3 separate regions of the Zea mays genome follow, and regions 2 and 3 are each linked to region 1. The links are chromatin contacts, called in public Hi-C maps. All regions are on one chromosome and are shown on one strand. The core of a region is the stretch at or near the end of the contact, and the rest is flanking DNA. Distances in the headings are between cores, read along the strand shown. Region 1 holds the start of LOC100274137 (putative beta-ketoacyl synthase family protein). Region 2 holds the start of LOC100192910 (fumarylacetoacetase). Region 3 holds the start of LOC103626841 (phospholipase D beta 1).

What was found. Hi-C and Micro-C count contacts between places; a contact is called where the count stands out from the background.
Region 2: a Hi-C map of tassel shows a contact between it and region 1, with 3 times the contacts expected there. The contact joins the promoter of LOC100192910 here to the promoter of LOC100274137 in region 1. A contact is called at or near these places in 3 of 25 Hi-C or Micro-C datasets (ear, leaf and tassel).
Region 3: a contact with region 1 is called in a Hi-C map of leaf, with 4 times the contacts expected there. The contact joins the promoter of LOC103626841 here to the promoter of LOC100274137 in region 1. A contact is called at or near these places in 4 of 25 Hi-C or Micro-C datasets (ear, endosperm, leaf and 1 more).

Annotation. Positions count from the first base shown.
Region 1 is chr5:122,969,467-122,974,523 of Zm-B73-REFERENCE-NAM-5.0, reverse strand. LOC100274137 (putative beta-ketoacyl synthase family protein) reads right to left here and starts at 2,769. Exons shown (of 13, transcript NM_001148515.1): 1 at 2,427-2,769; 2 at 2,208-2,312; 3 at 2,054-2,125; 4 at 1,576-1,662; 5 at 1,341-1,492; 6 at 932-1,012; 7 at 805-838. The coding sequence starts at 2,759.
Region 2 is chr5:123,188,146-123,193,202 of Zm-B73-REFERENCE-NAM-5.0, reverse strand. It overlaps LOC100192910 (fumarylacetoacetase), which reads right to left and starts at 2,803. Exons shown (of 14, transcript NM_001138097.1): 1 at 2,481-2,803. The coding sequence starts at 2,786.
Region 3 is chr5:123,140,609-123,145,665 of Zm-B73-REFERENCE-NAM-5.0, reverse strand. It overlaps LOC103626841 (phospholipase D beta 1), which reads right to left and starts at 1,976. Exons shown (of 8, transcript XR_004849550.1): 1 at 1,071-1,976; 2 at 910-978; 3 at 675-822. LOC103626840 (mediator of RNA polymerase II transcription subunit 33A-like) reads left to right here. Exons shown (of 3, transcript XR_002262341.2): 3 at 1-232.

The sequences.
Region 1 (5,057 bases), core at 1,520-4,019:
AGTAAAAAGTAGAAACCCTGTGTTGCCCTACTGTACCACAGCAGCCGCACAGTAGCCGTCGCCCCTTCTCCAGCGTGCGACTGCGCCCCCTCTACTCCGGCGGCTCTCTGCTCCATCGTGTGGCTGCTGCAGAGGCTTGTGCTCGAGCCTCCGCCCTCCAGTGTGCAGCGCCCGCCTCCGCTCCATGCCTCCACCGGTGTCCACCGTCCAGCGTGCAGCCATCCTAAACTTCAGAGTTCAGACTTCTTCATAGTTCAGACTTCCTGACCACCCTAGAGAACATCAGACTTCTTCAGAGTTCACAGTTCATAATCTGTTCTGAACTTCAGACCGAGATGAGCACCTCTTCAGACGGTAATGCCTTTGTTCTTTTGCTTGTTCACTTGTTCAGCAGTATTGTGCGTGCCTGCTACAACTATAGTGTACTAATGTATTGCAGTCCTGCTACAACTATATATATACATATGGTTTTGTTATGGTGTACTACTATAAAATGACTAGGCTCGACTATATACATATGGTTTTGTTATGGTGTACTACTATATACATATGGTTTTGTTATGGTTTTGTTAGGAGTTGACTAGGCTCGACTAATCGCGATTAGTCACCTTATCGGTGTTCAAGTGACTAGAGTCGACTAGCCGACTTTAAAACCTGGAGGTAAATAATCTACAATACGTATAAAATGAGCAGAGAGTGGAAATGTCAAGAAAAGACAGGCATTGCTCTTCAATACTGCCTTGTGTGTTACTGGAAGTAATGATTGGTTTTAAGCAACAATACCTAAAGTCCCAAACCACTCACCTCCAAAACCATGACCCCACAGCCCTCACCAATCCTATTCATCAGTTTAGAACAAATGGTAAGAGCATGGAAAAAAGAATAAGCAGAAGATTAAACACAGACAAAATCTAACAGTGGCATGACATACACAAATCCATCTCTACCGCAATCAAAAGGTCTTGAAGCTAAAAGTGGAGAGGAATTATATTTTGTAGACAATGCTCTTAACCTGCAAAATGTAAATGAAAAATGGAATAAGGTATTGGTTGGTCGCACTAATAAGGAGGAAAACTACATATCGATCAGCAACAGTGGGCAAAAGCCAAAACATGAAGGTACCTAAAGTTTGCAAATTTGCATTTACATTTGAGTGGTTGTTAGTGGATGCGAAAAAATGGGTTCTCTATTGCTTACTACAACCCTCATATTCAGTGATGTCTCCTAATAACCATAGTAAAGCATAAAAGGAAAGCACACACAGTACTATTTTTTGCAAGCAAAACATACAGTAGTGTTTTGGAAGACAGACAAAACAAAACATTTGGGAACATACTTACCTAGAAAATCCCGCTATAGACAAAGCATCAATATTGGACTCAGTTCCACCAGCCACCATCACATCGGCATCACCAAATTGGATCATCCTAGTAGCATCGCCAATAGAGTGAGCACCAGTGGCGCAAGCTGTCACAGCAGCATGGTTTGGACCCTAAGCTAGAAGCATGACTACTACTATTAACATCCATTCAATGAAAAACCATAGCTATTCTAAATGGCAACAAGGAAGATCACCTGGAAACCATATCTCATGCTGACATGACCTGATGCCATGTTGATCAAAATCTTGGGGATGAAGTATGGGCTGAGACGACGTAGACGCTGTTAAAAAAGGAAAAAAAAAACAACACTATACCTTTCAGGATTGGAAGTAACTAGAATATGATCATTTATATTGTGATGCATGTGTGTCATTGCAAGCCAAAAGCATGGCAACAAGATAAACCATATACATATTGGATTGCTTTTGGACATCTGGTGATCTGGTCTAAACAAGACTTCTAACATTGCATTTCCTCGATACATTCTCAACATATCATACAATAGATGAACAGAAGTTGAGATCATAGAAACACATATCAATGAAGAGGAATTATCTAACTGTTTGCAATCATCATTTAAAATGCATCATTTAAAATTGAACTACCATAGCATACAATGAGTGTTGGTGTTGCAAACAGCAAACTTGCAGTGCAGGAGCAAGGATACAAACATTTTCGATGATCATTTGTGATGCATCTAAGATATCGGAGATGCTTCCAATCCCTCCACCAATAGAGACTCCCTGATACAGCATTAATCAGACCCAGAACTCAAAAATACAAGTACGAATATGAAAATGAGCTTCTACAGAAGACACATGGTACCGTTCTTTCCTTCTTATCATCTTCGGAAGGCAACCAATTTGCATCTCTTAAAGCCTCATCAGCTGCACACAGAGCATAGGAAATAAATCCTGATACAGATTTATCCTGGAAACAAGAAAGTTCAATAAAAAATTAAGAACATGAAGTAAGCAAACAAATGGCACAATGATCGCGTACTCGCACATGGACACCGTGAGCAACAAAAGTAAAGCATGACACCTTGGTCCACGTGTCCTCGGCGAACTCGTCCTCGCCCTTCCCGCGCGGCACGGCGGCGACCACCCTGGACGGGAGCTGCTCGAGCGTCCTCCCCGCTGCTTCCTCCGGAAAGCGGAGGTCCTCTGCGGCGAGAGAGCGCACGGCGCATCTCCCCGCGACGAGGCGATCCCAGGTGGCGCCCACGCCGCGCGCCAGCGGCGTGACGGCGCCCAGCCCCGTCACGACCACGCGGCGACCCGCAGAGGGGCGCGGCGGCGGGAGCGTCTCCGCCTCCGCCGCCGAGGAGGAAGAGAGACCCCGGGTGAGGCGGGAAGCGCGGCGGAGGCAGCTCATCAGGCGGCTCGAGGACGGCGGCGTGGCCGTGGCTGTGTGGGACTGTGGGCTGTGGGAGACGGAGGCGGGCAGGAGCAGCCGACGAGTAAGGCCTCGAAGCCCGAAGCAACCGCTTTCTAGATGGGCCAAGGGAAGCAGGCTGACGGGCCATTACTGTGATGCAACGGACCTTTGAATTTTCTTGTCTATCTTTACTCTCTATCTCTTCTCTATCTCTGCCTCGTATAATCCACCACTTAAAACATCACTAAGTACACACAAAAAATTAACATAAATTATCTCACCATTAAAACCTACACTCTGTATTGCTTCATTTACCTCCTCCCTCTCCCTCTCAATTATATCCAACGGTCATAAATCTGTAGATCATCACTCACAAACCGCCCTCTCAACGCCCCGCACACAAGACCACAATTATGGGTGAAAACGGGTCGAGTATACCTAGAGATGGCAATGGGTACCCGCGACCCGATACCCGATGGGTATTTACTCCATTAGGGTATGTATATGGGCTAAATATTCTACCCGCGGGTTTGTTATTGGGCAAAAATCTTCACCCAATGGGTAAACGGGTATTAGAATGTTCCGCCTTCACCCATACCCGTTAACCCGTGGATATAAAATACCCAATATAAACTTAGCCCAAACATTAACTTGGGTTTTAGTCATCCATCCTTTTTACTACTTTTTAGGCCATAATGTAATAGAAGGCTTAACAACAATTTAATGACCATGTAATGGAACATATAATGTGCTATGTAGTACTATCCTAGTGTTACTATTTTATCCAATTATCTTTGGTGTGTTGAATGGATGGTTAAATAATGCTAGAAATTTTGTAATAGTATTTAGATGGATATACTTGACATTTGTATAATATAATGTTTTGATAGATTTTTAATTTTTGTGGGTACGGGTGACCCGATGGGTAACCCATACCCACATGGGTATGGGTATGGGGGTAAATTCATACCCGCCAATGTATATGGGTGACCCGATGGGGTTATTTTTGTGTCGTGGGTATGGGTATGAGGTAGTAATACTCGGTGGGTATTTACCCATTGCCATCTCTAAGTATACCCGTCGGGTATCGGATACGGATAGTGCAAATATTCGTTTTTTCGGATACGGATTCGGATATTTTTATATTCGGGACGGATACAAGTAATACTCGGATAATACAGTTTCAGATTCGGGTCGGATACGGGTACCCGGAATTCGAGTACCCGTTTTTTTCTTTTTCTGCATAATATAGTTATAAAATCATAACTTTTACATATAAAATCAGATGAAGAAAAGTTTATATGAAAATTGTAGAGCTCAAAGAGATCTATAACTTTGTAGTCTATCAATTTTTTGTTTAAACATATCTTTATGTCAAAATCAATGAAATAATATCCAAATTTATATCAAATTAATAGACTTTTATCATTTTTATGTGTGGGGCTTAAGGTTATCTCTATGTGGGAACTTAAGGTTAAGGTTATCTTTTTTATAGACTATTTATTAGTATCGGTAACTTATTTGCAATTTCTGATCGACGCTACAATATTTCATGGATTTAATTGTATTTCGATGATTTTCTATGATAAGAATTTAATAATACATAAATAGCCTCAAAAACCGTGAAATTTTACGGAGGCACAACATATGTCTATATATAACCATAAAAAATGTTTGGATCATAAGATTTATAAGATGTCCGCGTTTCTTTATTTCACTTTCACTTATTTGTATGAGTTACATGTGAAATCACTGTAAGTATCCAAGTTTCAACATAATTAGTACTTTACTTTATTATTTTTTATACAAGAACTTGATTTATCTTCGTATAAAATGTTTATTAGTTTTTGTAACTTATTTGCATTTTTTGAGTGAAACTAGAATATTTTATGGATTTTTAATATTGTGGTGTTGGTTCTACAATGTTCTTGTGATTAGTAACTTTGATCTACATGATGTCAATTTTATCAGTTTCCTTTGCTACATTTGATCTATCATATACATGATTATATATTGCTTAATTTATGTATTTGTTGGATGGTTCGATTATATCATCGGGACTAACTACCCGATAATTATCTATCCGAGTAGTATCCATTATCTGTTTCTTACCCGTCTGGATTATTACCCGGTTCCATCATGTATCCGTTCTAAATCTTAACTATCCATATCCGGTCAAGAGAAATACACTAAGGTAGCATACGGGAATAACTCTGCATCCTAATGTATCGGTTCGTTTTCATCCCTAACCACAATTGCCACGAGAAGAGGGCCACGCGAGGGTGCGCGATCGCG
Region 2 (5,057 bases), core at 1,554-4,053, 220 kb before region 1:
ATGCTGACACACCTCACATTGCTGCACAAACTGAAACACGGCTGACTTGAGCCCTTTCCACCAGAACAACCTCTTGATCCTTTGGTAAGTGGCCTCACCACCAGAATGTCCTCCCACCACACTATCATGCAGGGCTGAAATCAACTTAGTTTGAAGGGCAGAATTGTTAGCTATCCAGATTTGATCCCCTTTTCTAATAATACCTTGATGTAAAGAAAAACCTTGCTCATTAGGACTGGCCAGGGCCAATTGAGCCAATAGATCTTGAGCCTCTTTATCTGTCACATAAGCATTCAGGAGTTCTTGCACCCAAGCTGGTTTCACCTCAGTCACCGTGTGAATCTGCATCACATGACCAATCCTGGATAGAGCATCGGCAGCCACATTGTCCTTGCCTTTTTTGTAAACAATTTTGAAATGAAGCCCCATCAACTTAGCCATAGCCTTCCTCTGCATATCAGATTGCAAAAGCTGATCATCCAGAAAACTCAAAGCCTGATGATCAGTTTTAATCACAAATTCAGCCCTCTGCAAATATTGCCTCCACCTGTCCACTGCAATGATTAGAGCCAAAAACTCTTTTTCATAAATGGATAGCATCTTATTCTTAGCACCCAATGCTTTACTTAGATATGCCACTGGTCTATCACATTGCATCAAAACAGCACCTATCCCATCATCACAAGCATCAGTCTCCACAACAAATAACTCATCAAACCTGGGTAGGGCCAACACAGGAGTAGTAAGCATAGCCTTCTTCAGCGCTTGAAAAGCCTGATCAGCCTCAGGACTCCACTGAAAAGCCTTATGCTTCAACAGATTAGTAAGAGGTTTTGCAATAATCCCATAATGTCTCACAAATCTCCTATAGTACCCAGTGAGACCCAAAAACCCCCTCAACTCAGTTACTGACTGAGGAACAGGCCATTTCTCCATGGCTGTTGTCTTAGCAGGATCAGTGGCCACTCCTGTGTGAGAGATAATATGTCCCAAATAAATGAGCTCATTCCTCCCAAACACACATTTACTCCTCTTCAGATAGAACTGGTGCTCTCTCAAAGTCTGCAGCACCATCTTAATATGAGCCAAGTGTTCCTCCCATGTAGCACTATAGACCAAAATGTCATCAATGAAAACCATGACAAATTTCCGAAGAAAAGGAGCCAAAACAGAATTCATAGCACATTGAAAGGTTGCAGGAGCATTGGTTAACCCAAAAGGCATGACCCTGAACTGGTAATGACCCTGATGGGTTTTAAAGGCTGTTTTATGCTCATCACCTTCCCCCATTCTAATCTGGTGATACCCAGCAGTAAGATCCAGACTAGAAAAATATTTAGTACCAGCCAGTTCATCCAGAATCTCTTCTACAAGCGGCATAGGAAATCTGTTCTTAATGGTCAAAGAATTTAATTTCCTGTAGTCCACACAAAACCTCCAAGTGCTATCTTTCTTCTTAACCAACAATACCGGAGAAGCAAACGGGCTTACACTAGGAACAATAAGACCAGCCTTCAACAAAGCAGCCACTTGTCTCTCAATTTCATCCTTGTGAAGAGGAGAGTACCTATAAGGTCTGGAATTCACTGGTACTGCTCCAGGAACCAAAGGAATATGATGATCATACACCCTAGCAGGAGGTAACTGAGAAGGCACTTCAAACACATCTCCAAACTCCTGAAGTAACTGCTGAAGATCCCCCTGCTGCTGTACTCCCTGATCTGCAGACACCTCTTCCAACACCACTAAAGCCCAAATATCATTCCCCTTCCAGTCTCCTCCAATTTACGACCCAAATCATTTCTCTCCTTCGCAGCCTGTTCAGCAACTGATGCCGCTAATTCAGTCCGCATCATGATTTGTTGCTGCACCCTCTCCACATCCTTCAACCTGCTACTCACTCCCTCCAACGTCTCAATAACACGACTCCAATTCTCCTGACTAACTCGCTCCCCATCCGCCATAGCCTGTAACACCAAACGAGTCTGTACCGATGGTTTGGTTGCGGGCGCCGTAGTGATGAACTGGATGGACCCAGCAGAAGAAGAAGTCGCCCACGAACCGCCAAAGACGAGGAACAGCACGTGGAAGAGGATGAAGACGCAGCCGACCCCGAATCCGATACCAGATGACACCGCCCGTGGCCGCCGATGCGCAACTTCGACGACGTGAGCCGCGCCAAATCCAGCAAAGGAGAGGAACAGAAGAAAAGCGCTCAAACTCACAGATAAGTTTGTTGGGATTCTGTTTCTATTTCTTTCTTATTTCCAGATCCACTCCAGGTTACAGCTTTTAGTCAAGCTAATAAGGCCGGCCCACTATTACAAAGCTAATTAGCCACATTGACACCCCAAATCCCGGCTTAACAGCCCAATTACAACTCCACGCAAAACAGCACAAAGATTAAATCGCCATACCAGTAGCAGTACTAACATGGAGCAATCGAACCAAATCAAAGGCCTGAGGAACAGAGCAGGCACCTGGTGGAAGCACGGGGAGCCGGAGAGCGCGGGCCCGTCGAAGAGACCCGCGTCGGCGACGGTGGCGAGGTCGAGCGCGAAGTCCCCGATGGCCACCGGGGGGAGCGGAGCCTGCGGTGGCGACCCCCGCCGGCGGAAGACCCCGAAGGGCAGGTTCTGGATAGGGAAGTGCGAGCCCGCTGCCACCTCCACGAACGACCGCAGCAACTGCTGGCCCGGCTCTGCCATTGCTCCCCCTCCTCCTCCGCTCTCTCGTGGAGTCGTGGTCGTGGCGGATGGTGTTTGGTTTGTTGGTGTCTCGATCATCTTGGCATACTCCTGCCCACAGCCACCCAGGCTCCCAGCCACAGGCCACGACAACCCGCCGTGAAAACTGAAGACCAGCAGACAGCAGGGTTTACTAAACCTTTTTAAGGTAAAAAACCCCGGAGATAATTGTATATTTGTGACTCTAAACATCGTGCTTCGTACAAATGTCATTCGAAATAGTTTCTTCGTAAAAAAAGGACTATAAATATATTCTAATTGATTATACTACCATTTAACGTGTATTATATTTTTTTATAATTTATTTCCATGTATTTATCATCTAAGAGTCAAAATTGCCCCTACCTCTCACTCGGTTCATCTCTGAAAAGAATAGGCCAGCGTCGATCTCTATCTACTACTACTAGTATTACAATAGCAGTATGTTATGCATCGGCGGGTTATCATGTGGCTTCTGATATCTATCTACTACCTCTCCCTAGGTTCTCCCTCGGTTCAAGTTTGTGATATCATTTTTTATTCTTTTTTCGTCTTTGAAAATCCAAATGAATCGGCGACCGTTTCAAACAAGAGCAGCCCAGCCGCTTGCTTTAGGGACAGAGAAGTCAAACAACGACTAAAAAAAAACGATCCAAATGGTATGTTATGCATCTCAAATTAAACACCAACCGCTTGCTTCCATACATACCACACATACAGTAGCATGAACATCATAGAGGACAATAGCAGTATCAAAATAAATGGATTCATCTCATAAATATTTGTCGGGTACCGTAATTAGGGGTACCCCCAACACTCTTAAACATGGCTGGTAAGCGCCCTCAACACAAACCGCAAAGACTGATGGGCACGGTTCAGGTCAAGACCTCGTCTACCAAGGGACGCAATCTCGCCTCGCCCGAGCCCGGCCTCGGGCGGGAACAGTAGTCCCGGACGAATTCAGCCTCGCCCGAGGGCCTCCTCAGGCAGTGGGCGCTCAGCTCGCCCGAAGCCCAGCTCGGGCAGGCTTCGTCGTGAAGCAACCTTGGTCAAATCACCTTACCAACCGACCGTATCGCAGGCGCATTCAATGCGAAGATCGCCTAACACCTTATCCTGAAACGCGCGCCGCAGTCGGCAAGGTCGAAGTGACCGCAGTCACTTCATCCCTTCACTGACCGCTCGCCCCGCTCCGACTGTTGTGCCAACCACCCGGGTAAGGCTGACAACAGCCGAGTTCAGCCTCAGGCGCAACAGGAAGCTCTGCCTCGCCCGACCTTAGGCCTCGGCCTCGGGATGAGGTCTCCGCCTCGCCCGACCCCAGGACTCGGCCTCAGCCTCGGCCTCGGGAGGAATTGCATCCTCGCCCGACCTTAGGCCTCGGCCTCGGGAGGAATCGCATCCTCGCCCGACCTCGGCCTCGGCCTCAGGCGAAGTCTCCGCCTCGCCCGACCTTGGGCTCGGACCGACCGTGCCACAGGGGATACATCATTACCCTACCCTTAGCTAGCTCAGGCTACGAGGGAACAAGACCGGCGTCCCATCTGGCTCACCCCGGTAACAGGTAATGATGGTTCCCCGCGTGCGTCCATGACGTCGGTGGTTCTCAGCCCCCTACGGAAGCAAGGAGACGTCAGCAGGATCCCAGCCGCACCGCCAGCTGTGCTTCTACAGGGCTCAGGCACTTCTCCGACGGCCACGTTATCGCGTAACAGGGCTCAAGCACTTCTCCGGCAGCCACATTGGCATGTACACAGGGCTCAGACACTTCTCTATCGGACACGTTAGCGCATGGCTACACCCCCCATTGTACATCTGGACCCTCTCCTTGCATCTATAAAAGGGAGGTCCAGGGCCTTCCTGCGAGGGGTCGCGTGGGGGGAACGAGCAAATGAACAGACTCTCTCTCTCTCTCTCGCGACGCTTGTAACCCCTACTACGAGCACCCCCGTTGCGAGATAATACAAGACGCATTCCCCCCTTGTGTTCCATCTTGCGCCAACCCATCTGGGCAGGAGCACGCAGCGATAAATTCACTGGTCGGCTCGGTCGAGGGTCCCCCGGGCCCGAGACGCCGACAGTTGGCGCGCCAGGTAGGGGCCTACTGCGTGTTAACGAACACCTTCCCGTTGAGTTCCAGATGGGTAGTCTTCAGCAACCTCTTCAGCCCGGGACGGTGCTCCGCTTCGGGAGTCTCGAGTTCATGTCCCTCGACGGCAGCTACGACATGGTACTCCTCCCCTTGCAGCACGACAACAACGACGGTCGTCAGCTCGCCCAGCGGCGGCGAACTCGACGACGTCTTCCCCCTGTGGCGGAAGAGCAGTATCC
Region 3 (5,057 bases), core at 727-3,226, 170 kb before region 1:
CATGGTGACCGGCGGGAGGAACACCGGGCGTGTAGGAGTGATCAAGAACTGGGAGAAGCACAAGGGCAGCTTCGAGGTCATCGACGTGCTGCTTGGAGCTTTTTGCATGCTATGTCTAGTTTTTCTCCTATTTGTTGTACAAGAAAACATAGAATGGAATTCAAATTTGGTGGTCGCAAAAGTGTGGAGACTTGAATTCATATAAAGTTAGGCTTAACATTAGTGCAAAAAAGTTGTATTTTAGTTTAGATTTAGAGTACACTTATGTATGTCTTGTTTGACAATACTTATTTATGATATATTGAATGGTACCTATTGTAATCGTCTATTATTGTTGGATATTCGAGATAGTTTGATAAATACTTTATGACTTATAATGTTTGTTTTCTCTACGGTTCTTTAGAAGTAGTGTCTTAAATAAAAACCTAATTCAAGACGATTTATCGGACGAAATGACTTAAACAAATACCTTTTTTCAAACGGTTATAAATTAAAAATTGTCTTATATAATATCTTTTAAGACGGTTTACAAACATCTTAAATGTGGGACATCTTTTACGACTCCATCAAATTTGGACACTTCATAAGCGTCTTAAGAACTGAAAATTAACCGTCTCATATAACATGTTTTGTAGTAGTGTGATCATAAGGGAGAAGTAGTATATTATGCTCACCAACATCTCTATGTGAATCCCAGTTAAATGAAGAGCCAAGGAAGTACTGGTTCTCAATATAGATGAAATGTTGAGCACCTCGGATGACATTCACATATGCTGTATGCACGCTCATATCAATCAGTACATTTTTCCCAAAAACAAGATTCTGTTAATCAAAGCAAAATTTTGTATTAAGCACAAACAATGAAGCACTGCATATGTGGTCAACATAGGTATAGTCTAGTACATTTACCTTACTAGTGGCCTCCCGTGGATCTTTTGGAAAACCCTTGACAGAATTCGAATCAATTGATCGGAAAATCTGCTTTCCAGGTGAAATTTTCTCAGGGATCGACCATGAATGTCAGAATTATTTATTTTGCAGTGATTTATGGAGCCCTTTGGTAGACTTACCTGCATGTCCCATCTCTCTGGATCATCATCATTTGAATAGATCTCGTCGTCAATAGCAATAATATCAGGTATCTTCTTGATCCACAACAACGACTCATTATGCGACCTCGACAATTTTGACAGTTTCTTAGCGGCACTGCGCTTTGATGCCTTTAACCAGCGCTCCTCAAAGTTCTCACCCACAGCATCAAGATCCTTCACCCAGTCAGGCTTGCTGTCAGCCTCCTTCCACAGCATCCTCGAGTTCAACACAAAACCAGCCCACTCCAAATCCCTAGGCAGAACAGGGGTTGCTTCACCAACAACTGTGGCCGTCTTCCCAGAGAAGGGCAATGAGTTGAACGTGTGCCATCCAATCAGATGCCCTGAGGAGTTGCAAGCAGGGCCATGGACTGGAAGAGGCATATTCTGCTTGTCCTCCTCGCTGAGCCGTAGTTGGTCTACCGTGCCAGTATGCGCAAGGATTTCGACGGAGTGAGTGGAGGAGGCCGATGAGGTGGAGCGCCTGGAACGCGCGTGAGTAGGTCGGGGTGACAGCGAGCACCTGCCTCGGCTCCTTGACACCGTACCAGCGGCGCTGTTCCTCCTGCACGCACTCCATGATCCGGTGCGCCCGCATCACCTCGACGAGGTCCGGGTGCGGCCACGGCCGGATCCGAATCCTATGCCTCCCCAGCACGACGTGACTCTATGGGTTCCCGGACGCCGCCCCCTTGTCGGCCGCATAACCTGCCTTAACGGTGGGGCGGCGGGGCCGCACTGGGTGGCGGCGCGCGAGCCGACGCGCGGTGGGGCGGGCGCGGGGTGGCGGCGGGTGCGCAGCTGGCAGCTAGCTGCGGGCGTGCGCGATAGACAAAGGGAAAGAAGAGAGACGTGCGGGGTGAGAGATTTAGGTTTTTGGGTTAAGTTCGACGGTGTCTATGTGGCCCACGAATTTAAGTTAAGAACGTGGGTACCCACGTTCCTAATACGATAAGTTCGACGGTTTTACCACGGGCCCACGAATTTAATTTAAGAACGTGGGTACCCACGTTCTTAACTTAACCCACGAACATAACTCAATTAAGAACGTCGATACCCACGTTCTTAAATTAACCCACGAACATTTATTAGTTTCTTATAGTGAATGGTTGAAGCTGAGCATTGCTTTTAAAGTTGGTCAAAATTTTATTAGCAATTACTAAGTATAAGTAGATATCAACCAGAGTAATAATAGATCAAAATTGATAACAACACCCACGATGCAATGCATATGACAAATTGAATTTAGTTCCATAATTTAATCATGCGAGAGCCTTGAGCTGCTTATGACCGCGAGCACGACAAGTATACCAGTTTTACACTCTGCAGAGGTTGTGCCCTGTACCCACAAGTCGTGTATCCCATGTCGCCAGGGTTTGCAAGGACCTTAGACACTTCTGAGGTGAAGGCTAGGGATCCACTACGAGGCCTTTACAAAGTTCCACTAGCTTCTGAAAACCCACTACAGTTTCTAGGAAGAGCAATGTAGAAATCCCTCGTCTGACCGCCATCGTAGCAAAATCAACTCGAGAACCTGCCTACAAGCCTACTCCCCTACTGCCCTTGCCCCTTTCGGGTAAGGTAGTCTTCCACTAACTTTCCTAATTAGTCATCGAAGGGCGTCCCATTCCACCCTTGTGGTGGCACGTGTTTCTCAAGTTAAGCTCCATGTTCCAATTAATATAATGATCTTGTCATGAACAATATGTAAAATAACAGTATGATTGGAACATAATCATAATATAATATTAATCCCAAAACCATATAGAGCAATAGCAAAAACTACCCAAATAGTTCAAGGGTAAACAAGGTGTAAAGATAACCAGACTAGGGTGACCTATTGGGTTCCATCAAAATTAAACCTATGCATGATAAAATGATTATTGAGAACATTATTGGGTAAATAAAAGTGATCAAGGGCACAACTTTCCTGGGACATGGGATTCCAGGTACCAACTTGCTCTTCAGATGACTCGTGACCTCACTGCTAAACGTAGCAATACAAATAAACAGTGTATAGGAAAAATTAACATCACACCAAACATAAGAACAACTGCATAATAATAATCTACGCATTGCTAAGAGATCGTGGGCTCAAGAACCACTAAAATCGGAGTTACGATTAAGAGGATATGCCTTTCGGAAGATTGTAGTGATTAAATAATTAAAACTGGGCCTTAGATTGGTTTTATAGATCATGTGAGATATACATTAAGGATAATCTTTATTTATATGTCATATCTTAGTTAAATATCACATTATAAACATGTTACTTTAATTAGATGGATTAATCTATTAGACATAGGATAAATATCTAATTATAAACGATGTGGTATGTCTAATTAATGTGTGGTAATGCATAGTAAATATTTATTTGAAGCTACTACAATTTGAACGGGTCCATTCGAAGCTAAAATGGACAAGTTATGATTTTCCTAAGTTTATTGCACTAATTTTTACTCTAAAAATCATTTTCCAGCGAATTTCCTGGATTTTATAACTTATTTTATGTGCTTTATCTTAACCAGGGGGTGGCAGCCACTAATTCAGGCAACCCTAGGGTTAAAACTGCTAATATTTGGACTTCTCTGTAATATTTTATAAGCTGCGGGTGGATGGCGGGTTGAATTGTAAATACCTTGGGGGTTCTTTCGCAAAAGTCGCGAGGCCGAAGGGGTATAGGTTATTCCTATCCGTCCGATCCACAATCGACGATCCGGATTAGATCGAAGCCCCGTGAATCGGTACGCAACGACAGCCATAGGATCACAGATCAATGTCCAGGTTTTAAAGTCACGCGATCGATTTTCATCCGTCCGATCTGGATTGATGGCCCGGATCCAATCCATCAAAAGGTTATCTCCCTATCTAATCACCACTGTTGGATAAGAAACCAACGGCATGAACTTCATCTCCCTCCCCCGCCTTATGGGCATGGCGGCGTGGCCGGGATCCGCCCATGGAGTTCACCGGAGCGACACCGCCCGACGCACTGGTGACCAAAACTCGACGAAGAATGGTTCAAAATGTTGCGGATACAAAAGCGAAGCAAGGAGGCACATACCTACCGACGATTGATGCGCCGAGGATTTCTATCCACGGAGACGTACAATCCACGGCGGAGCCATAACTTCGGTGAGGAGTTGCAGCAGCGCCACGGGTGTTTATCGTATACTGACGTTATGGCGAGAGTCCACATGCGTAGGATATTCCTTGGGGCTGCAACCTAGGTGCACCGCGAGCCTGTAGGCACGGATCAACAGCGGCGACACGATTGACGATGAGGACTCTAGCCCGCCCGTTTCTTTTGTGGCACGAGGAACGAAGCTTTTATGGCCAGGGGAGCGATGCGCTTGGGTTTAATATCGGTGCAGAATCCAGTTCGGAAGGGGAAAAAAGGCATGGCCGTTACAACGGCCGAGCTCCATGCCCGCTTTCTTCGGTGAGGGGGAAGCAGAAAGGGATGCCATGTGGGGTCCCCATCACAGTGGCACAACCACAGACCAGGCGCAAAGACGGTTTAATGGGCTGCGGCGGAGGAGAAGGCAGATGGGCCGAGACAGGTAATTCGGCCCAAGTGAGTTCCTTCTTCAGTTTTTATTTTTTTCCTTTTCTATTTTCTGTTTTCATATTTCAATCCCATTTTCAAATCAGGTTTGAATTCAATTTTCGAATAAAATAGAGTTCAGACTTAAAATCTATTTCTATCACCCTTTTCAATTTCAAATTTGAAATCAAATATGTGTTTGATTTAGCGAACCCAAATATTGGTGCAATCAACAAAGAACCAACATGATGCATACTAAAAAAAATAATTATTAATTATTTTATTTTATCCATTAGATAAATGTTCTCCATAGTAAGTTTATATACTCATAAGATACTTGTTTTATTTACTTTATCCAAATGTATGAAATGCACCAACATGAAGTAAAGAAGTTACATTCAAAATAAATATTCATTATC